5 separate regions of the Mus musculus genome follow, and all the other regions are linked to region 1. Evidence: chromatin contacts called from public ChIA-PET data. All regions are on one chromosome and are shown on one strand. The core of a region is the stretch at or near the end of the contact, and the rest is flanking DNA. Distances in the headings are between cores, read along the strand shown.

Evidence for each region. ChIA-PET counts read pairs in DNA pulled down with a chosen protein or histone mark.
Region 2: an RNA polymerase II ChIA-PET map of memory CD8 T cells shows a contact between it and region 1, with 527 read pairs. The contact joins the promoter of Errfi1 here to the enhancer-like site in region 1. A contact is called at or near these places in 1 of 39 promoter capture datasets (hippocampal neurons), 1 of 484 Hi-C or Micro-C datasets (uterus), 4 of 115 datasets of contacts at active chromatin or transcription factors (astrocytes, bone marrow-derived macrophages, memory CD8 T cells and 1 more) and 2 of 9 other capture datasets (adipose tissue and liver).
Region 3: an RNA polymerase II ChIA-PET map of memory CD8 T cells shows a contact between it and region 1, with 135 read pairs. The contact joins the promoter of Tnfrsf9 here to the enhancer-like site in region 1. A contact is called at or near these places in 3 of 39 promoter capture datasets (the C10 cell line, liver and neutrophils), 3 of 115 datasets of contacts at active chromatin or transcription factors (effector CD8 T cells, memory CD8 T cells and pancreatic cancer cells) and 1 of 9 other capture datasets (adipose tissue).
Region 4: an RNA polymerase II ChIA-PET map of memory CD8 T cells shows a contact between it and region 1, with 257 read pairs. The contact joins the promoter of Rere here to the enhancer-like site in region 1. A contact is called at or near these places in 12 of 39 promoter capture datasets (the C10 cell line, the HPC-7 cell line, cranial neural crest and 7 more), 3 of 484 Hi-C or Micro-C datasets (the HPC-7 cell line, cerebral cortex and nephron progenitors), 16 of 115 datasets of contacts at active chromatin or transcription factors (bone marrow-derived macrophages, effector CD8 T cells, embryonic basal ganglia and 12 more) and 4 of 9 other capture datasets (adipose tissue, liver, macrophages and 1 more).
Region 5: an RNA polymerase II ChIA-PET map of memory CD8 T cells shows a contact between it and region 1, with 20 read pairs. The contact joins two enhancer-like sites. A contact is called at or near these places in 2 of 115 datasets of contacts at active chromatin or transcription factors (memory CD8 T cells and regulatory T cells).

The regions. Positions count from the first base shown.
Region 1 is chr4:150,555,091-150,559,527 of GRCm38.p6, forward strand. The region is part of intron 11 of Rere (arginine glutamic acid dipeptide (RE) repeats); the gene reads left to right. Among named protein-coding and RNA genes, the nearest start is that of Gm52709, 90 kb to the left of the region's middle. Within about 2 kb of position 1,506, at least 225 of the 459 cell types and tissues checked have an H3K27ac peak or open chromatin away from gene starts, as enhancers often do. A contact at or near this core is called in the HPC-7 cell line, adipose tissue, astrocytes and 16 more, where this site is marked.
Region 2 is chr4:150,852,994-150,857,334 of GRCm38.p6, forward strand. It overlaps Errfi1 (ERBB receptor feedback inhibitor 1), which reads left to right and starts at 2,077. Exons shown (of 4, transcript NM_133753.2): 1 at 2,077-2,278. 1700045H11Rik (RIKEN cDNA 1700045H11 gene) reads right to left here and starts at 1,956. Exons shown (of 4, transcript NR_040649.1): 1 at 1,833-1,956.
Region 3 is chr4:150,918,171-150,922,854 of GRCm38.p6, forward strand. Tnfrsf9 (tumor necrosis factor receptor superfamily, member 9) reads left to right here and starts at 1,985. Exons shown (of 8, transcript NM_011612.2): 1 at 1,985-2,090.
Region 4 is chr4:150,279,034-150,283,372 of GRCm38.p6, forward strand. Rere (arginine glutamic acid dipeptide (RE) repeats) reads left to right here and starts at 2,883. Exons shown (of 23, transcript NM_001085492.1): 1 at 2,883-3,042.
Region 5 is chr4:150,937,377-150,941,973 of GRCm38.p6, forward strand. The region is part of intron 7 of Tnfrsf9 (tumor necrosis factor receptor superfamily, member 9); the gene reads left to right. Among named protein-coding and RNA genes, the nearest start is that of Tnfrsf9, 20 kb to the left of the region's middle. Within about 2 kb of position 2,770, at least 37 of the 459 cell types and tissues checked have an H3K27ac peak or open chromatin away from gene starts, as enhancers often do. A contact at or near this core is called in memory CD8 T cells and regulatory T cells, where this site is marked.

The sequences.
Region 1 (4,437 bases), core at 256-2,755:
TTGAATTGTGCTCTATGCAGTGCCCTGAGAGCACCAAAGCTTCCTCCTAAGAGAAGAGGGGAGGGAAGAAAGCCGGAGGTGGTGAAGCACACTCTAATCTCAGGAGCAGAGGCCAGTGGATCTCTAGGAGTTCAAGCCAGATTGAGTTCCAGGAAAGCCAAGGCTACACAGAGAAACCCTGTCTCAATAATAAAAACAGACAACAACAGAAACAAATAAATAGAGATGAGAAGGAAAGGTAGATACCGGCCCTCTCTGACAGATGAATCCTACGAAAGCTGAGGGTTTGGAAATGGATTCCCTAAGAACTATTTGAATCATCAGTCTGGTCCCCAGGAGAGTCCTGGAGACCTGGTAGGATATGGGTTGGTAGTATAAAGAGAGGGTCATCCTGGGCGCCCAAGCATGAACTGGCTGACATTGCTTTGATAGAATACTTCTGCCCTTGTACTCTGAAGCCCATGTTGTGAGCTCACACTGAAAAAAAATGCACACCACCACCTCTTCCCTATAGCAGACCCTCAGGTAGTTTTGCTCTTTATTGTTAATGTAGCACACACACCACTCCAGCACACCTTTTAAAATGTTCAGGTGCCGGGCGTGGTGGCGCACGCCTTTAATCCCAGTACTTAGGAGGCAGAGGCAGGCAGATTTCTGAGTTTGAGGCCAGCTTGGTCTACAAAGTGAGTTCCAGGACACCCAAGGCTACACAGAGAAACCCTGTCTAGAAAAATCAAAAAAGAAAAAAAAGGAAAAAATGTTTAGGTGGAGCTGGAGAAATGTCTTGCTGGTAAGACTTGGCCACTCTCAAGAGGCCCTGGCTTCAGTTCCCAGTACCCACATTGCTGTGGACAGGAGCCTGTAAGTCTAGTTCTAAGGTATATGACACCATCTTCTGGCCTTCTCAGGGACTGCACAAATGCAGTGCACTACATACATGCAGGCAAACACTTAATATACATAAAAATAAACTTTAAAAATGTTTTAGTGATGGAATTTCATTATCACTGGCTCCCTCTGAAGTCCCATGTATTTAGGCAAACACAAACTGTTTTTTAGGAGACTTAGGTTGGCCAGAATGACAAAGTATCTATGGCATAAAACAGATTAAGAATTGCCCCTTGTTTCTGGAACATTCAAGATGTCAGGTTCAATGCCATGGCCTCAGAGTTGGTACTTATTATACCTGTGGGCGCCGTGTGTGCTGGCTTAGGACACAGACCCTAGGGGCTGCGCATGCTTCCTTAGACTCTTGTGTCTCAAACTGGTCAAATCAACATTATCCTAAGAATAGAATGCATTCTGATAATCCAGGTCACAGTTAAGCATTTGGGAGTCCAGTTGGAACCACCAGCACGTGTGGCTTCCAGGAGGTCCTTGATCAACCCTGAAGAGGAAGGACACTCTTGTTGTCTCTAAGCCACAGTGAACAGTTGAAGAGTTTCTTGGTTTTTATCAAGCAGTTGTGACTTCCCCTGTAACGTAGTTGTCTGGGTTGTTCCTTTAACGTCCTCCTCCATCAGTCGCTGTTCTCCTTCCGGTGCTTCTCTGGCTGCTGATTTCCTCTGCGCACCAGGTCCCCTGACTTGAAATGACAAGGCCGCATTTAGCTCAGGTTTCTCAAACGCTGCGACTTCATCTCGTTTACAGTATCACATTTCTGTTGCAGTACACTGTGTGATCTGGGCCTCCCCACAGCATTTTAACAATTGGTAATTGGGCAGGAAGTATGTTTTTATTACAGGGGCCTTTTGATTTTGATTTTACAGTCATGTCGTGTTTAGCAGAGAGCAGGAGGTGGGCAAGTAGTGCTCTGAAACACATTTGTGACAGAGAGAAGTCTGTTGTTTCAGCCACTTGGCTATCTGTCAGCTCTTCTCAGACTTCCCCCTTGTGCTGGTTGCCTGGCAACCTGGGGCTGGAGCAATCAAACCGTGGCCAGTGCTTTTCCAAGCCCAGATTGGGAGATGATTTATTGGTGAAACTGTAAGCACCGTAAACCAAGCCTTAGAAATGGATCTCTCTTCCCCTCCCCCTCTCGGTTTATAGGAACGACGTTGCGAAAAGATAAAAGAAGGAAGTTAATTGGAGGATTTTTATCACACATACACACAGAAAAGAATAAAATTAGGTCCTTGTTGTGTCCACATATTGTTATTGGAACTTCTTCCTTTATTGCTTTCTTTTTTTTCTCTCTCCTTTTTTTTTTTTTTTTCCTTCGAGACAGGGTTTCTCTGTGTAGCCCTGGCTGTCCTGGAACTCACTCTGTAGACCAGGCTGGCCTGGAACTCAGAAATCTGCCTGCCTCTGCCTCCCAAGTGCTGGGTTTAAAGGTGTGCACCACCACTGCCCAGCTGGTGGGTCTCTTTCAAGCGTGTGCACAGTATGTGTCTGTGTGAGCACAGTATGTGTCTGTGTGAGCACAATATGTGTCTGTGTGAGCACAATATGTGTCTGTGTGAGCACAATATGTGTCTGTGTGAGCCTATTATAGAAGACAGGGCTTCTGATTGTTCTTTCTGAACACGCCCAGGCTCCCCACTTTCTGCTTCTGCCCATGCTGCCTTTTCTCCCATCCCCCACATTACCTCCACTTTTCTTTTTTGAGATAATCTTTCAGTGTAGCTAGCCTAGCCTTGAACAGCTGTCTTGCCTTCACCAGCAAAATGCCAGAAGTAATGGGTGCCCCCTGCTCCTAACTAAAGTCACTCTAGCAAGATGGATTTTCCTGCCAAAATGAAACTCCACAGCTCTTATGACAGTATCTCCTTCCTAACCTCAGATACCTTCTCCAACAAACAAGTGCAGGGAACCATGTTCTGCATCAGAAGGGAGGAGGGGGCAGAAAAGTCTCAGCTTGCAGCTCAGTGTGTCCAACTGTGAATGCAAATGCATTAGTAGTGTGTTTGTATCCCTTTTAAGCAGATAGAGCTGATCTGTTTGTGTGTGTGATTTACACACAGCTGTGTTCATGTTCCCTCAGTATCAATATTTTTAGCAAAAGTGAGGTATCATGGGAGCACTGTTGTTCTGAACAGAAACCAGCAGGGCAGCCTTGTGATTGGCTCATACCAGCTTTCTATCTAGAAGCCTCCCTTTAGGGACTTGCCTGAGTGTGATAGCCATCATTCACGGGGGCAGAGTGAGCAAACACAGTGCCTGTGGTGGGTAGGAGACAGTGACTGCTGGTTGACAGGAAGCTTACTGGTGACTGAGGTCTGCCTTTGATGGAAGTGCTTCTTAGCTCCACTGGACTGCATTTCTTAAAAAGACATTGACTTTCCTTCCCTTTGGGCTCATAATCTTGTTTTGTTTTGTTTTTAAAGATTTATTTATTTATTTATTATATGTAAGTACACTGTACCTGTCTTCAGACACTCCAGAAGAGGGAGTCAAATCTCGTTACGGATGGTTGTGGGCCACCATGTGGTTGCTGGGATTTGAACTCCGGACCTTTGGAAGAGCAGTCGGGTGCTCTTACCCACTGAGCCATCTCACCAGCCCTCATAATCTTGTTTTATGGGTTTTTTTTCTTCTTTGAGTAGGATCTCACTACGTAGCCCTGGATGGTCTGGAATGTACCATGTACACCAGACAGACTGGCTTTGAACTTACAGAGATCAGCCTGCCTCTGCCTCTCCAGTTCTGGGGCTAAAGATGTGAACTACCATGCCCAGCTGGTTTTCTTTGCTTTGGTCGGTGATATCTTAGCTGAACTCAGTGAGGAACTCAGGCTAATATCATATAAAGGGAAAATAAAGTCCCTACCAGGGATTACAGTGAGCCTGTGGTGCCTTTTCCTGATCTGGGAAGTCAGGAGACGTCTCAGTGGCTTACAGATATAGTGTATTTGATTTGAGATCATATGTCTGTATGAATATGGGTCGTTGTTGCCCAGAGCTGTGCTAGTACAGTTATATAGCTCCACAAAGGTGACCATTTGGTGCTTGGGCGTCTTGTTATTGTAAGCCACTGGTATATACACACACACACACACACACACACACACAGAATATATAAACAGTATATATGTGTATGCAATATAAATATATATATATACTTACATAAATATAATTTTATAATGTAAACACTTATGAACACATATTTTTGAGATATAACCTCTTGTAGCTCAGACTGTTCTTGAATTTCCTATGTAGCTGAGGGTACCTACCCATCAACTTGTGATCCGTCAGCATTTCCTTTCCTAGCACTGGCCTGTGCTGCTGCTCCTGATGGGGAATGGATCCAGGGCTTCATACTCAGCCCTCCACCCTCCACCCCCCACCCCTTTTAAAACAGGTTTTACAAAGGGCTTTCTCACTGAAATGACTTTTCTCCTTTGCGCTTTAACAGCCAAGCTACAGTTCTTTTTATTTTATACACCTTTGCTCTGTGCTGAGATCAACTTTGTTAATGAAAGCTGAACCTTTAACAGCA
Region 2 (4,341 bases), core at 827-3,326, 300 kb after region 1:
CATGCACACACACACACACACGGAGGGAGGACACATAGACACACACACGGAGGGGAGGACACACACACACACACAAGGAGGGACAGGGAGGCTATTTACATAGCATACAGATAAAACAGGAATAGCAAAGGTGGGGGGCAAGAGGATTTTCTGTGACTTTCAACAAAACCGAGTCAAGCTGGCCGTGTTGACTTCATGCCTGTAAATCTCAATACACTGGAGCCCAAAGGATGACCAAGCTTGAGGTTAACCTGAGCTGTGTAGAGTGAGTTGTAGGCCCGCTTGGGCTACAGAGTAAAACTGTCTTAAAACCCACCAAAACTTAAACAAGTAAATAATAAATGTTAATAAATAGTAAATAATAAATAGACAATGTGGCAATGACCAATTTCCATAAGATTAAAATACTACTAAGAGAATGGCCATAAGAAAAGATGGGAGAATTGAATTGCTAGGAGCGTGGGTGTGGAAGCAACCCAGCAGCCCCTACAGGCCAGTAGGGACCATCAGAAAGAGGGGAGGAACCTTCTAACATCCTGGTAGCCTGCCGCTGAGAGTGGGCAAAGCAAGACTTTAGAGTTTTCTTTTCTTTTTAAAAATCCAGTGCATCAGGCCTTGAGTTTAAAGTTAAGGCCTTTGAGTTCAATTAAAAAAAAAAATCAAGTCAATACTGGAAGAAGCAACTTGGTTCGTGGGGCACAAAGTTAATAGTTAACCAGATAATGAGGCCAGCACCTCATTCCATATGTTAAACTGGCTCAATTAGGTGGTGCTAAGCCTATAACTATCAGGCATTCTTGCTGCAGTGCAGGAAGGGCTCTGTGTGCGGACCACAGAGGTCAGCCATAGGTCTGCGCTCTCTACTCTGTGGAGTGCCATTAAGAGGAATTTGTACTAGTCCAAACTGGAGGGCTTCTGTCTGTTTGCCTTTTTTCTTGAACTACTCTGGTTTATCATTGTATTATTTATTTTACGGTTAAACTATAAACCTAAGTTGCATCACCGGATTTCTGCCCCACGAACCCTCCTCCCTGTAGACTTGATGGCGTTTTGTCCTTGGGCATCAGCGGCCACCCTGGGGCCAAAAGACATGGAGAACAGCACTTTGACAGGTAAGCCAAGAGGGCTGGGGGCAGGTTTGGGGGAGGTGCCCGGGATCAGCCTAGCCTTGCTGGAGGCCAAGCCAAGTACAGAGGAGCCTGGAGTGAGGCCTCCCTGATCCTGCCCACACAGCATGGCCCACTGCCCAGTCCCCTTTGTCCTTCACCTTTCTGCGCTGCCCCTCACCTTTCCATTCTGTCCCTTCCTTTCCCACACCGTCCCTTAACTACCTAGATCAATTAGTGAGGTTCTCTATAAGTCCCGCAGTGCCTCACACTGCTCCTCACTGCCCCTCCATCCCTTATTGTCCTTAGCCAGACACTCCCTGCCCCTTCCTGTCTTCAGACGCATTTTGTCCCTTACTGCCCCTCAGTCCGCTGCCCTCTTTCCCAGAGACCACTTTCTTCATGGTCATCCATCCCTGGTTGTAGCGCCCTTCATCTCTCTCGCATCATCACAGCAGTCCCTCGTTGTTCCTCACCGTCCCCCTCCGTTCTTCATCACTCTCCTCGCCATCCCTCGACCATCCCTCGATATACATACATACATACATACATACATACATACATACATACATACATACATACATACACACACACACACATATATACACCTCGGGGTGCCCCTCTCCTCTCCAATCCCCATTTTCTCCCGCTCCCTGAGTTTCTTGGATCCAAGTGCATCTCAGCGTCACTTCCCTCCCCGGGGATGGAAACAGGGCCGCTCACAACCTTCTAAGGAAAACTCGGTGTCCTTAGGCTAGGCAGCTCGCACAGAGGCGGCCCAAATAGAAACGTCCCCTCAGGAGACGAGGCTGCTAGCGCCGCCCGGCGGGCCCCACGCAAACTCTTCGGTAGCGGCATCGCCCCTTTAAGCGTCCGCCCGCCCGGATTGGCTGCGTGAAGGAGGCGGGGCTGCGGGCGTTGACGTCACGTTGTCGCTCACCGTATAAATACGGGCGTCGGCTGCGCCGGCGTCGGCGGCCGAGTGCGAGGCGCGGAGCGTGAGCTGTGCGAGCGAGCGAGCGCGAGCATAGCCTGCGAGCGAGCAGAGAGAAAGAGCGAGGGCAAGAGAGCGGCGAGGCGCCTGCGCGATGCTCGGGCCCCTAAGCCCGCGGCGCTGAGCCAGCCGGGACGGACATGCGCGGGAGGGCGCCGCGGGGTCCCGCTCCCTTGGGGTAAGGGGCCTGGCGGGCGTCGGGAGACGTGGGGCCGGGGCGCGGAGGGCGGGCGGACGGGCGGTGGGCTGGAGCCGGAGCCTCCGGCACTCCGCTTCCCGGGATGGGCCGGGGTGCGTGAGGAGCGGCGGGCCGCGGGCGCCCTCGGCTTCTCGCCGGGGCCATGCACCGGCGCGCACACGACACGTCTCCACAGCCTGGGGCTCCGGAGCGGCGGCTCCACGGTCTTCCCGGTGCAGCTGCGGCCCAGGGATGCGGTGGAACTGCTGCGGCCCCCTCCATCTTCCCTCTCACCCCGCGCACCCGTCGGTCCGGCCCGGAAAGCTTCTGCGAGAAGCTGTCGCGGGTGGGCTCGGAGATTGCTAGTCCCTGGTTGGTACCAGTCTTGAGTCTCGGTGAGACTCGGCGACGAAGGTCATTCCCCTTTAAAAAAAAATATTTGTTTTAATTCATCCGAGTTGTTCCGTGGCCTTTTCCTCTCCAGAAACATGATTCTTTGCCTTAAATGACTTATATATTAAAGGAGTGAAAATGCAGACAGAACTGTTCAAACGCCAAGGCTCCTTGGCAGTATCCTGTTTTTATACGTATATCCTATCTTTGTTCAAATTAATCGTGATTGGTGGTGCTGGATGGGTGCTTCCTCAGTCTTTATTAGGATTTCATCATTGCTTGAAAGAAACCAGTCTCCTACCTGATAAAAATGTGAATAGATTGTTAGTCATAAACTTAAGTGTAGTAAGAATAGAGACTGTAGCTTTAAAAGAGATGTGACGGGAGGTACACCTGTAGCACAGGTAGGGCAGGACTGGTTTCCAGGCAACTGTCAGGGGTGAAGAAAGGTGAGGTATAAATTGCCTTTTTTTTTTTTTTCATCCTGGAAAAAAAAAGAAAAAAGAAAAGTTCTACAGTTTTACACTTCCTTAAGTCTATACAGGTATAGTGAATATGCATCTATTAAGACTGGGACATTTTTGAGTTCACTGTGGTGGCTCTTGCCTTTAAATTTTTTTTTTTCTTGAAACATGGAGATTTTAAGAGAGATTTTACCAAAATAGAGACCAAAGATAATCTAAATACCTTTATCAGTAAAAGAGCAAATTTTGTAAGGAATAAGCTGGTTTCGTACTAACCTGTCAACTCTGGCGGATATTATCAGGTTTGAGAGGAAATACATGAAGATGTTTAAAAAGGCTGGGCACTCTGTCATGGCCTTCACTCCCTCTCCTGTGCACTGGTGGACATTTGCTGATCAGTGGTAAAAATCTCAAACTGTAAATCTGTATCTTGGCAAATAAATCAGATGGTAAACTCCTTAAGGGCTGGAAAATGCCCTGAACAGCTCTTATTTTACACAGCCTTGAATATAGTTCATGTTGATTAAATACATGCAGGAAAGCATGGTTTACATTTTAAGGCTTAACAGGATTGGTCCAAGAACTGATAAGGTTTGGAAAGAAAATCTGTTGTTCCTTGTTAATAGCTGCTATGAAATGTCTGGATTTCTCATATTTTTGAGAGGTAGAATTATTGTTTTTTAATGAGTTGGATTTCCTACTTTGGGTTCATAGTAGATACTGGTGAGCCTTTTGTATGACTTAATTATGTCGTAGTCTCTAGGTGTTTTATGTTTTATGAAACTGAGTCTTTATTGCCACTTCTCCAAAGCTGTACTAGATGAATACTGCCTTTCAGCTCATACTAATAGTAGCTTTTAAAAGCAAGTTCCCTAAATTACAGGTGCACCACACCAGCTTGCAACTGACCTGATTGTCAGCATACCTACATCAGGTTGCTTTGGAAAGGCAAGCAGAGGAGGGAAAGGTGGTGCCCAGGGTAATTCTAGGAATTTGAATGTCCCTGGCTCCCTCTACCAGAGAAGCAGCTCTGCTCCTAATCTCCATAAATATGAACTGGTGCCTCACCATCCAGATGCACGTAGATAGCATCCTTTGCAGACATTTGGCCAGGACATGGGAAAGCTAATGAACAGTAACTAGATAAAAACCATCCACCTGTGGTATTCTGGCATCATTCCCACAGTTTAAACTTGATGTGGATAA
Region 3 (4,684 bases), core at 735-3,234, 360 kb after region 1:
CTGATGTGTGTTTCAGAGACTTGATGAACCCAGACCAGAAGGAGCAAAGGCTCCTGGCACTGTTGGAGGACAATCTCCTGTTCCTGAAACTCTGTTGTATCTACAATAGGTTTCTCTAACAAAAATTCTCCAGTGGTGGGTGTTGGGAAGATCAGGGAGGGGCTGGGTGGTAGCCGAGTTAGAATGGAGAATCGCAAAAACAACTGTTAGAGTGGAGGAGAGAGAGGCCTGTGCAGCTACCAGGTCATGGATGTCCTTCCAGGACATTCTGTTTCCTCGGGAGTGGCACCTCCTTTTCCTCCTCAGTCCTTGACCCATCAGGGAGAAACAGGCCATCTTCTTGGTTGGTGCAGTGGTATCTATCAGACATTTCTGTCTAGGATACAGATAGGCCTGGGCAGGTCTCATGGAAAGACACAAACCTTGTCCAATCATGAGGAGAGGGTCAGGTACCTTCCATATTCTGTCTAAGGGAACACACAGTCATACCAGGATGGGAGGAGTTAGTCCTGGTGTGTGTCAGTGGATGGATATAGGAGGGTGTTGGGAGACTTTGTAAATATTAAATATATTTAGAGTAGCCAGGGCCATTGCTAATGGCATGTTAGGGAGGTAGGAGATTTTTTTTTGCTTTTAAAGTTGGGATTTTAGAGTTTGATGCATTCTTTCTATGATACCTTGGCTCTGAGGATTGTAAGGAATCCCCATATGATGGTTATCTCTCACTGTGAGCAGAAGGTCTTGAATTGGGAGCTAGTAATTGAGAGATAGTTTTTATCTGTTGAGGAATTCTCATGAAGGCAAAGGTGGAGAGAATGTGGTGAAGTCATCTTTTTGAACGTTCTCCCATTTGGGCTGCAGTGTTGCAGGATATTTGATCACACTGTGAACCCAGAGATTGTGTTATTTACTGGAAAAACCTGTTTTTAGTTGTGGTGTGGCTCAGCCTTAGCACACACACCTTTAATCCAAGAGCTTGAATATTGTAAACAGGATTAAATAAAGTCAACCATAGGTCAAGAGACCAAGCAAGCAACCAGCTGACAGGAAGGGAACCTAGGGTTGTTAAGAAATAAAACAATAAAGTGGAGGCTGTGAACACTCCTTCCTGTCCTGTACAGACCTTACAATCAGGGAGAGCACCTCCCTCAGATATTAGACCTGCCAGGGGACTGTGAGCTCTGACATGCTGGATGGAGAGGGGAGGGGCTTTTCCCTGTAAGAGGATGGAGACATGTATGGGGTGTGGGGGGAATAGTGGGTTAGCATCTAATTTTAAAAGGCTCTTGAGAACCATGGAAGCAAATTAACAGCAGCATATACACTGAGAAAAGATTAAAGAGCCCATTGACGTCTTTGAGAGCTAAAGAAATTGTGTATGGTTCCTTTCATTGGGGGAGTGGTGGGACAGCTCTCTGGAATGGAATAATGTGGGCTCATCCCTGGGAGAGCAGTACATTATTGCTGTGGCTCCCCTCGTTCCTCTGTCAGTAAATACTGAGGGGGCCTTGGTGATGGGTTTTCCCAAAAGCTTTGGAGGGGGGTGAGAGTTAAGGTTTGAGGGAAGGAAACGGTGGGTTTGAGAAGGCATATTGAAGTGAGGGAAATTTCTGTTCCCAAGAATGTGATGGGTGGACTAAGCTGGATTTTGGGAGGAGACATTTTGAATCCTAGGGAAGACAAGGTATTAATGATCGGGACAGGGAGGGGGATGAGTGTCCCCACACAAGGATATCGTCCATATAGTGAATGACTAATACCGTTGGAAATCTAAACAGCATTGGCTTAGTACTTTATGCTCTGATTGTGTTTGGTTTTCTATTAGAAGTTTTTAGTTCCCCCCAATTTTTCCCCCACAAAGGGACCATTAATAATTAGTTACTTCTGCTACTGGACAAAAGCCAATCAAAGAAGAAAAGTCATAAGTTCTGGGCCAGGCTGTGACACTGCAGCAGCAAAACCCCACCCACCGGCCCGCCCATCCTTCCTGAAATTCAGGTGCTGCAGGCAGCCCTCAGCACAGAGAGCTGACAGGGACCCTGGGTCAGGGGTTCTGAGTTCCAGCTGCCACTATTCTTCTTCACCTTTGGGTAAGTTTTGTGCCTTTGGTCTTGAGGGCTCTTAGCCCTCTGATTTGGGACTCCTTTTGATGAGATGAGGTATTTCCCGTGATAGGAAAGGTTTGGAATTGCCCAGGTCAAAGAGAATCTTTCCTGTGCAGCCAGGACTTGAGCCTGCCTGCAAATTTCAGAGAAACCAATGACCATCCTGAGGATGCATAAGTGGTCACTGTGTAACTGTGTTTTGTTTTGTTTTTCAAGGAGCGATAAAGATACCGGCTTTGGCTGACATGTGGGCAGGGGGCTGGGAACCTTCTACCAATGCCAAGGAGTAACCATAGCCAGAAGGTGACATAATAAAAAGAAAATACAAGATGGTAGGCAAAACCAGACTGCCAGTCCTCATGAGGAGGAGGCAGGATCTGGTGGGGCTGATGGATGCCCCCTGGTATGTGTGGGTACTCACCTTCTTCTCAGATGTCCTGGTTGTGTCCGTGTCCCACATTGAGGTGCCAGCTGTCCTTCAGGCCCCACTTCTTTGCCCATAGCAGCACAGTCAGCCTCCGACTACAACCTGTGGATCCTAAGGGGGAGGTGAAGCAGGAACAGTTGAGAGTAAAGAGACCAGAGGCGGCGAGCTCTGGGAGTAAAGAGACCAGAGGCGGCGAGCTCTGGGAGTAAAGAGACCAGAGGCGGCGAGCTCTGGGAGAACAGAGTCTCAGGAGACAGGCTTCAGTGAGACAATTCATTTTAATGGGGGTGGGGAAGCTTTTATTTACTTAACCTTTGCGGGGTGACTAGGGGCTATTATTGAGGTGAGCATACATCACTGGCCAGGGTCAGGATGCCTCATTTGTGTAAGGAGGAATTCCATGTGCTACTGCATGTGACTTTATAAGGAGAGAGGAAGTTTGCCTGGCTTCAGGGCTACAGGACTTCCTCCAGAGGAGCAAAGGTGAAGGGACAGGGCTATGCGTACTGGGACGTGCAGGCCCAAGGCAAGTCGCGGGCCAGGGCAAGTAGGGGTGATCCTACTCGTGCCGATCTCAGGACAAGATTTCCGGGGTTTGGACACCCCTCAACCCCACTCTTGTTCCAGGCCTGCTCCCCTGGTCTCAAGGCTCCCTGCTCCTTACCCCCACCACATCCTGTCCCATGGCTCACTGGTTCCACACTAGTGGCATCTGTGGTTGTCATGGCGATGAAGAGGGGGTGCAGAAGTTGGAACATTGGCCTGCAGTCACACAGTTTTTTCTTCCTCCCACATTAGAATGGTAACCACAGTTCTGAACGGCTATGAGGTTAGGTGTAAGATTCAAACCAGGTGTGGTGGCTCATGCCTGTAATTCCAGCACTCAGGAAGCCAAGTGTCTTAGTCACCGCTCTAGTGCTATAAAGAGACACCATGATCAAGGAAGAAAGCATTTAATTGGGGGCTGGCTTACAGTTTCAGAGGTTCACTCCATTATCATCATGGTGGCAAGCATGGCAGCCTGCAGGTATGGTACTGGAGAAGGAACTGAGAACTGTATCTTGATCTGGGGGGTGGGGAACAAACAAGACAGACAGACAGACAGACAGAGACAAACAGACACCGACAGAATGAGAGAGAGAGAGAGAGAGAGAGAGAGAGAGAGAGAGAGAGAGAGAGAGAGAGACTGACTGAGACTTCCTCCAACAAGGCCACATCTGATCACCCTTTTTTTGTTTGTTTTTTGTTTGTTTGTTTTTGTTTTTTCGAGACAGGGTTTCTCTGTGTATCCCTGGTTGTCCTGGAACTCACTCTGTAGACCAGGCTGGCCTCGAACTCTTTTTTTTTTTTTTTCCTGATCATCCTTTTAATCCTTTCAAATAGTTCCACTCCTTGATGACTAAGCATTCAAATCTGTGAGCCCACGGGGCCATTCTGATTCAAACCCCACACTTAGGAGGAGGGCAGGAGGGCTGCAAGGTCAAGGACAGCCTGTGCTACCCAGGCTCAGCTACAGATGCTCAGGCGATACACGGATCTTCAAACGTACCTCACCTCACCTCATCTCACCTCACGAGGCCCTAGTGCCCACAGATCAATAGGGAAACCAGGAATGTTAAGCACACGGGGTGACCTGTCTTTCCATCCAGAAGTCTGGGGATTGGAGGTGGTTAACAGCATGGTGATCTGTATGATCTGAAAGGCCAGGCTATACCGAGCTTCCAAAACCAGGACCACAGATATGAAACAGTCTAGATGACCCTTAAGTTATCTGTACATTCAGGGGATTCCCCACGCTCCCACGGTTAGGACAGAAGATGACTAATAGCCCAAATGGCCGGCACACTAACAGTATGACTGAGCTGTGACCGGTCCTTCCCTAGGCCTTAAGCTAATGCATGCATGGAGGCTAGAGCTGCAGAGGCTAAAGAAGCAGCTCAGCTGGTCAAAGCAGGCGTCAGCATCCAGAAGAAGCAGTTCACGATTGCCTTTAACTCCAGTTCCTGGGGGTCATGTGCACACATGCAAGACACACACACACACACTCAAGTAAAATAATTTATTTCAAATTTTGTTTGACTTTAAAATATATTTTTCTAAAGATGTCAAAATTATCTGTTAAAATTAAAATATAAGGGGCTGGAGAGATGGC
Region 4 (4,339 bases), core at 1,633-4,132, 270 kb before region 1:
GTCCTGAGTTCAATTCCCAGCAACCGCATGGTGGCTCACAACCATCTGTAATGGGATCTTGTGCACTCTTCTGATGTGTGTGTAAAGACAGCTCTGGTGTACTCATATAAGTAAAAAATAAATAATATTAAAAAATCATTAGCTATCTTCCTCATTTCTTTTTTAGCCATCATTAATTTAATTCATATTTTATTTATATATATGTTTGTGTTTCTTTTTTTTTTTTTTTTTTTTTTTTTTTTTAAAGATTTATTTATTTATTTATTGTAAGTACACTGTAGCTGTCCTCAGACACTCCAGAAGAGGGAGTCAGATCTCGTTACGGATGGTTGTGAGCCACCATGTGGTTGCTGGGATTTGAACTCCTGACCTTCGGAAGAACAGTCGGGTGCTCTTACCCACTGAGCCATCTCACCAGCCCCATGTTTGTGTTTCTTAATTTGTGTATGCACATATGTGTGCAGGTAATGCAGAGGCCAGAAGAGTGTGTCAGAGACCCAGCGGCTGACGTTGCTGCACTTGTGAGCTGCCCTGCATGGATGCTGGGAATTGCACTTCAGACCTCTGGGAGAGCAAGCAGCAAACATTATTAGACATCGAGCCAGCTCTTTATTCCCAAGTTCTCATTTTATTTGAAAGGGAAGAGTTTTTTCTTGTTGAAAGGTAGTAAGTGGTAAGGCTTAGTTGTGGGCCTTGGAGACTCAGCAGGTAAAAAGGCTCTTACTGCCAAGCTTAACTGCCTGAACTGCAAACCTGGAGTCCGTGGAGAGTGGACTAGAGAGACCCAAGACCCCCAAAAGCCTTCCTGGGATCACTGTAGCATGCATATACCCCTTATGAAGAAAAAAAATGTTAAATTAAAAAAAGACCCCATTTCCTTTCAGATCTCTTGGGCCGTACAGTTCAATGACATCTGCTAGTTGAAATTATTTTTAAAAGGAACTTTTGGATGTGGGAATTATAATCTGAATAGACACTCCAAAGAGAAAATTATCCCTCTATTTGAAATAGATGGGTGAATTATTTTAAGCCAAGCTCTATCCTTTAATTATTCTATTATATACAGACCTTAACTCCTCTGAGAAGAGTGTATGGTTTAAGGACACCAATAAGCATTTACAGAATATTAACAAACTAACAATAGGCTGATGATTCGCCCTGGACTCATGCCAGAGTCTGTGAAAGAACTCAATAAACATGATATGCATTTCAAAAACTGGTAATTATAATTAAAATTCCAAACCCCACGATCCTATAAATTATATTAAGTAGAATGGGAGCATTGGCTTGCCCTGGCTCAGGCTTATAGTATGTGGTACACATGGTGATAATGTCTTTGAGCATAGTGGGAATATAGTAATATTTTTTAAAGGTGATACTTGGATTTTCCTTTCCTTTTTTGTTGGCATTTTTAAGACAGAGTTTCCAAATGTAGCTCTGACTGGCCTGCAACTCACACTGTAGACCAGGTGGGCCTTAACCTTTAATTAAGATCTTCTTGCCTCTGGCTCTCTAGTGTTAAGATAACAGGTAAGAGCCACCAGGCCTTGGTGAAACTAGTCTACGCCTCCCCTCCCCCAACAGGGCACAGCTACTGCTCTCTTTAAAAGACTCTCCGTCGTAATGGTCTGTTCTTTATTACTATTTTTTTTTAAAGTCATATGTGTGTGTGTGTGTGTGTAGGTTTGTGCACATGGAGGCTAGAGGAGTGTTGGATTTCTCAGAGCTGTAGTTACAGGCAGCTTTAGCAGCCTGATGTGGGTGCTGGTAACCGAAGTGGGGTCTTCTGCAAAGAGCAGTTGAGCCCTGTTCTTTATTACTTAATGAGGCCTTTTATTATTCTCATCAATAAGCAGCACAATTCACCAATTCACATTTTCTTTTCTTTTTTTTTTTTCACTTCAGTTTCGGTCAAACATTATTTTTAAAACATTATGAACTACCCATCAGAACAAATAACTTCGAATCCACTCTGTAGCTCCCCTTGAACCTCAAGGAATAGGAATCTGTCTCTTAAATGAAATAAGCAATTATGGCTCTGGTAATAATAAGAGCAAGGGGACAGTCGCCAAGCCCACCCCTAAGACCGACCCGCTTGAGGTAGACCATCCCGAGGGTCAGTACAGGGCTGGCCGCTGGGAGCTCTGCCTGTGGCCGAGCAGGGCGGACCAAGCACAAAGCCGCGCCTGGGGCGGGGAGCCCATCTCCCAGGTTCCGGCCGCCGCCCGGAGCGTGCACTAAGGGCTCGGCCGCGCCGCCACCAAAGCCTGGCCTCTCCCCTTGCCTTGCCTTCTGCTCATTTTATTAAAAAGGAAGAAAAAAAAAAAAAAAGAGAGAGAGAAGAAAAAAAAGGAGGAAAAAAAGAAAAAAAAAAAAAAAAAAGAAAATGGAAGAGCGAGCTGGAGCAAACATCCCGCCCCCAGGCCCGCCTTCCGCCTCCTATTGGCCCGTCCTCTACTGACGTCACGAAGAGACAGACCAATGGTGATGGTCGATACTGCGAGGTGGGCCGGGCCCGAGCGCGGAGTGGGCGGCGGGTCGGCGCAGCAGCCCCGCGGCTCCGCCACCATCGCGGAGGTGCCGCTGCTCCCACAGACGCTCGCGAGCCGCCCCCCGCGCTCCGCAGCCTCTCGCCCCGCCGGGCCTCGGTCCCCGCCTCCTTCCCCGCGCCTCGTCCCCTCACGCGCTCCCCACCTTGTTTCCGCCTCATTTTCTCTCCTAGTTGAGGGGTAGGAAAAAAAAAAAAAAACCCTACCATCCTCCGGTGGGAGCCACTCGCCCTCTGGGAAAAAAAAATCCACAAAACCAGACATGGTCCTGGGCTCCCACTGCTGAAGGCTTGGCCCACCCGAGGAGGTCGAAGTCCCGGCAGGGAAGCCCCGCAGCCCCCCGGTGTCGCATCCCCGCGGGCCGGCCCCTTCGGCCCCGCGCCCACCGCCCTCGGTCCGCCGCCGGCCCCCGCGGCCTCCCTCCCGGTCCCTGCACTTTCCCCGGAGCCCGGCCGCCACCCCTCTCATTGATGGTGTAGCGCCCGAGGGGAAGGTAAGTGTCCAAGTTGTCAGCGCCGCGCCGCGGGCGCCCCTCCTCGGCCCCTCTTTCTGGGGTCGGAGTGCTCTGGGTGGGCGGTGGGGCTCGGCCGGGAAAGCCGAGGCGGAATGCGAAGGGTGAGAGTGGAGGCGAGCCCTCGGGGAACCATGGGCCGGACGCTGCCTTTGGTCCTGTGCGAGCCAGGTGACTGTACTACGTGCTTCTTGACCCCTGCTCTCTCTTGGCTTCTTAGGCACGCTCTGGAACTAGTCTGAGGTTAAACTGTTACACGCCACTAGCTGAGCAGCTCAACTGTGAGAGGGAAGGACCCGAAGCTGTGCATTTCTTGGATATTTGTGAATGTGGGGGTCTGGGAACGGACTCATTAAAGTCTCATTTCACATTAGGAGGAAGACTCCTCCTTTGTGTCTCTCTTCTCAGGCTCTGTGATTCCAAAATTAGGGAACCAAATACCACTTGGAGCGGCGTAGAATTCTGTCATGATTTTAAGTTCTGCTGTCTGAAGGAGGGTGCCTTCTTTCTTTCTTTATATTTTTTTAGGGTTATGGGAAGAAGGTAGTTTTACATCGAATGGGGTGTGTGTTGTGTTGAGGGAGTATTGCAGGTTTCCTTTGAAACTGTTCGCTTGAGAAGTTGTTGAAATGAAAATAAAATGATTCATTGTTGAATAGTCATTATCCTCTGTCTCTTTTCCAAGGTTTGCTTACTTTTTTTTTTTTTTTTGATTACAGACTTCAAACATTGATTTCAGCAGAATGTGCCCTTGAGAAACTGGGTGCTTTAAATGTTTCAGTATGTGCTGCTATTTTAAGGTGGCTCTGAAAAAGTAGTTTTGTATGAATCTTGAAATAGCCTTCTGCAAAGCAATTCTTAAGACTAAACAAAACAAAACAGATTAACTAGTGAGTGTGAGCTTGGTGGATTACAAAACAGACATTTAGTGCAGCTCAAATGAATAATACATCCTAGGTTAGATTTCAAATAGCTTTTATAATTGCTTTCCATTTAAAGAGAGACCTTTTTGTCTGGTGTACACTGGTTTCTTTAGTCTCAGTCTGATGGGGGAGGGGAGGGAGAGGATTATCTATACAATAATAAAATCATCTTTGGCGAGATATTTCCTTCCATGGATTTGCTTGCTGAGTTAATTCCACTCTAAATTGCAAACCGTTTTTGATTTTGATGGCCTAGTCTGGGTGAAAGCCTGCCTTCCAGTTTTCTCTGTTGTTGAGGTCGAAGGGAAGAGGCAGAGGCAGAAGCAGACACACACAGAGACACAGACACACCACAC
Region 5 (4,597 bases), core at 1,520-4,019, 380 kb after region 1:
ACCCAGCCTTACCTCTCTGGATGGTAGATAGCCTCGGCCTTGGCTCAGGTCTACACTTAAGTAGAGAGAACTGGAGGGTGTGGAAGTGAGTGTAGGATGGACTGCTACGGTGTGAACAAACGCTTTCAGAGGTGGATTTCACCCACTCATAAGCTAAATAAGATGCTGTTAAGAATCAAGCTAGTGTCTGGCACTGAGTCAGTACCCTACACAAAAGCTTTCAGGGTCTACTCGCATTTTATGGTCCAAGATGGGGCAGCTTGTGCTCTGACTTTGTGAAAGACAGGATGAGGGCACAAGATGGTCAGAGATAAAGAGCATCCAGATGGCAAAATTACAGCTTCAAATGAGAGCGGACCGAAGTGTCGAAATTGATTAAAATATTTGAGGAGAGCTCAGTAGGTTAAGACACTTGCTGCAAAGCCTGATGACCTGAGCTCCAACCCTGGGTAGTAGGAGAGAGCTGACTCCCGCGGGTTGTCATCTGGCACGCAAGCACACGCCCGCACATGCGCCCGCACATGCGCACAGGCACACAAGCGCACTGTAAAAGCCTGAGGCTAGAACCAGAGAGGTGGTCCAGCAGGGTAAGGGTGCTTGCTGTTCACTAGTCAGAGAATCATCTCCCAAGCTTTATTTGTGTTTTTGTTTGTTTGTTTGTTTGTTTGTTTGTTTGTTTTTTAACCTGTGGCGGGGGGATGTGGGAACAAGGAACTGAGGTCGTGTCCAAGGCAGTAGGTCAAACTTTTCCGAAATGATGGGGGGGGGACGGGGACTGTACTGGATGCCTCTTCAGAGAGCTTCGAGTTCTCCACTTGCTCCGCTTCCGTGTGAACGGGGCAGCGCTATTTTTATCTGTCTGGTGGGTGGGGAAGAGGAGCTCGTTGTGTTTTGAATTTACATTTCCTTGATGATGGTTGAAGTTAGCTGCCTTTTGCCTTTTTACATTTGATTGGCTGTTTGGATTTCTTACGCTGAGAAGTCTTCCTGCCGGGCCACCTGCCCTTTCCTTATCAATGAAGGGGACACCGTGCATGTCCCCAGCTGTAGATGTCTGTTCCTTTTCTTTGGTCGTTCTCTCTCCTGCCCAGGCTTCTTTCCGGCGCAGCCCTCTAAACTACCAAAAAAATCCTCATCACACCCCACTCCCAGAGAGCCAACAAGGTTTCTATGAACATGTCTTCAAAGGTATTAATTAGTAATGACTGACCTGCAATTTTATAAAAAGCTTTAAAACCCTTTTAGTTTTTATATAATTACACATTCACAGAAAGTCACAAAGAGCAGGATAGCGTCACATGGCATCCGTGAGACCCTAAGGTCACCACGAGGCCAGGACAATGATGGTGTGAACACACATAGCTGTCAGTCACTTCATTAGCTGTGTAGATTCATGTAACATAACTGAACCAGGCAGCTTGTAAAGTGGGGCGTGGGGTGCAGATCTGGAGCCCCGGCATGAGAGAGACTGAAGCAGGAGGCTCATGGCCCTAGATCACAAGACTCAACAACAATCAAGCAAACAAAATGCCCCCAGACTATCCACAAGCAAGGTCTTGGCCCCCGCTGGCTCTCCTCAGCCCCTACTCCTGTCCCCCTTTCTCTGGCAGCCCCCTCATCTATTTTCCATTTTAACTCCTAGTTGTTTAAAAAGTATATTTATTATTTAATGTGTTACAATTAATTTGTTACAAAAACAATTGCATGAGTTTTATTGTATAAAATGCACGCAGGGACATGTGGAGGCCAGACCCTCTGGAACTGGACTTACAGGCAGTGATATGTCACTGTGTGGCTCCTCTGTGTGGGTGCTGGGAACTGATCTAGGGTCCTTTGCAGGAGCAGCGAGTGCTCAACTACTGAGCCAGCTCTCCAGCCCTGTGATATTTTACTCTTACATGTAAAACAATCAACCCAAACCAAACAAAAACAACAACAACCCACCCCTAAATCTATGGATGCTTATGGGTAGGTTTCATGTGAGGGTAAGTTTTTGTGTCTCTTAAGATAAATGCACCCAGAGAGTCAGATGTTTCTGAGTTTGCTTTTGTTTACTTTGTGTGTGTGCTGAGATCAGAAGACCACCTGCAAAGGGAGATTCTCTCCTCCACTTGGCTGAGTCTCTCTTGTATCCACCAAGCAATGTAGACTAGCTAGCACTGAGTCTCCATCCCCGGCCCCACCCCCATTCCCCACCCCTGTCTTTGCCTCTCATCCATCTTGCCATAGGAATGCTGGTCTCACCACTGGATTTGGCTTCAAAATATTTTCTTAATGGAGCTGGAGAGATGGCTCCTCTGGCTGAGAGCACTGACCGTTCTTCCAGAGGTCCTGAGTTCAATTCCCAGCCACCACATGGTGTCTGACAGCCACCTGTAATGGGATCTTATGCCCTCTTCTGGTGTGTAGGTGTACATGTAAATAGAGCACTGACTTTTTTTTTTTCCTAAAGGAAAAATAGTTTTATGTCTCTCCCTCCCCGAGAGAGAGAGAGAGAGAGAGAGAGAGAGAGAGAGAGTGTGGTGGATGTATGAGAGGAGGAGGTGTAATGAGGCATGAGTGCGTGCGTGTGGGGGCTATGGATGTGTGTGCATGGTGGAATGCATGTGGGGGCACGGGTGTGTGTGGGCAGTCACATGCAAGTGCATGTGTGTAGGTCAGAGGAGTCCCCGTGGGAGTAGGTGCTCTCCTTCTACCACATGGTTCACAGGGATTAAACGCAAGCCTTCAAGCTTCAGCAGCAGGTGCTTTTCGCCCAGCTACCTCGCCAGCCCACATCTAAGAACCCCTCCCTACGTCCTGGGTCGGAAGGGTTGAGACTTTCCCCAGTGGTAGTGTCTACGTTTTACACTTTTGTGTTTGACATTTAAAGCTATAAGTTAGCTAGCTATAAAGTGTCAGAACTTAAGGTCGAGACTTTTTCTTTTTGGGGCTAGGGAGCTGTGCTTGCCATATTCCAGTGTTACTCAAAGAAACAGTCTCCCTTCTCTGTCTACCCACATTTTTATTGGCTCTGTGCTCATGAGGGGGTGGAGTCCCTGATTATTGGCAGTTCTTGTGAGGGGGCGGAGTCTTCTGTTACAGCTGTGTGTCTATTCCTGCACCATCGAGTCTTGATTACTGTGATGATAATATCAGTCTCAAAACTGGGTAGAGAGTAGAGGACCCTCCCCGCCCCATCTTACCTGTTCAGGTTTGTTTTAGCTGTTTATTCTGTTTCTTTTATAGTTCCGTGTAAACTTTATGAGATTCTTATCTGTGTCTACAGAAAGGCAGCTGGTACTCTGATGGAGGTGTCGTGAAATCTGCGGATCTTCCCGCTAGCTGTCCCTCTCCATGAACCTAGTATGGCTCTCCATTTACACTTCCTCTTTCCTTACCGATATTTTATAATTTACAATATATAAGTCCAATATGCCTTTTTTTATTTTTATTTTTTAAGATTTGGGCCTGAGTATTTACTGCCCCCCTTCTTAGCGCGCGCGCGCGAGCACGCGCGTGCATGTGTGTGTGTGTGTGTGTGTGTGTGTATTTTTGCACACATCTGGGCATACCTGTGTGGGAGAATGTGCACGTGGACGCCCTATTTTGGTGTCAGGAATCATCTTTGATTTTTTTCTTTCATCTTTTTCATGGAAGTGGGATCTGTCAATCAAACTCAGAGCTCACCTATATGGCTGGGCTTGCTAGCCATCTTGCTCTGAGGATCTGGTCTCCTCTCTCTACCCCCCAAGTCTGGGATTACAGCCAGGCTGCCATGCTCACGTGGTCATTTTGTGGGATTCTAGGGATCCGAACTCACATCCTCATAAGTAGGTGGCCAGCACTTTAGTCACTGAACTATCGCCTCTGTCTTCTTAAAAATCCTTTTCTAAAGCTTTTCTATGTGTATATATATATATATATATATATATATACATATATATATATATATATGCCTGTGTAAGTGAATGCTGTGTGTATTGGAGGCAGACACCCTGGAGTAGGAGATTGTGAGCTCTCTGACCTGGGTGCTGGGAACTGAACTCAGGTCCTCTGCAAGAACAGCAAGCCCTCTTGGCCACTGAACATCTCTCCAGCCCCATTCCTTTGTTTGTTTTGTTTGCTTTTGTTCTTAGAGAACTGTTTATTTTCTGTATGTGAGTACACTGTTGCTGTCTTCAAAACACCAGAAGAGGGCATCAAATCTATTACAGATGGTTGTGAGCTGTGGGTGAGATGTGGGTGCTGGGAATTGAACTCAGGACCTCTGGAAGAGCAGTCAGTGCTCTTAGCCATTGAGCCATTTCTCCAGGCTCTTGGAATTTTTGTTTGTTTGTTTGTTTTTGAGACAGAGTTTCTCTGTGTAACCCAGACTGTCCTGGGACTATGTAGACAGGCTGGCCTTAAAATCAGAGATCTACTGGGATTAAAGGTGTGAGCCAGCAGTGTCCAGCACTCCAGTCCCACCCCCTCTTTTCTTTAGACAACTGGACATGACATAGGGCCTTAGATCATGTGTTCATTATGTGTAGAAGCGGTGTGCTTGTGAAACTGGCTTCTATCCCGTCTCTCTCATGAACACACCCCCATGGTCAAGGGGGGTGTTTTGCAGAGT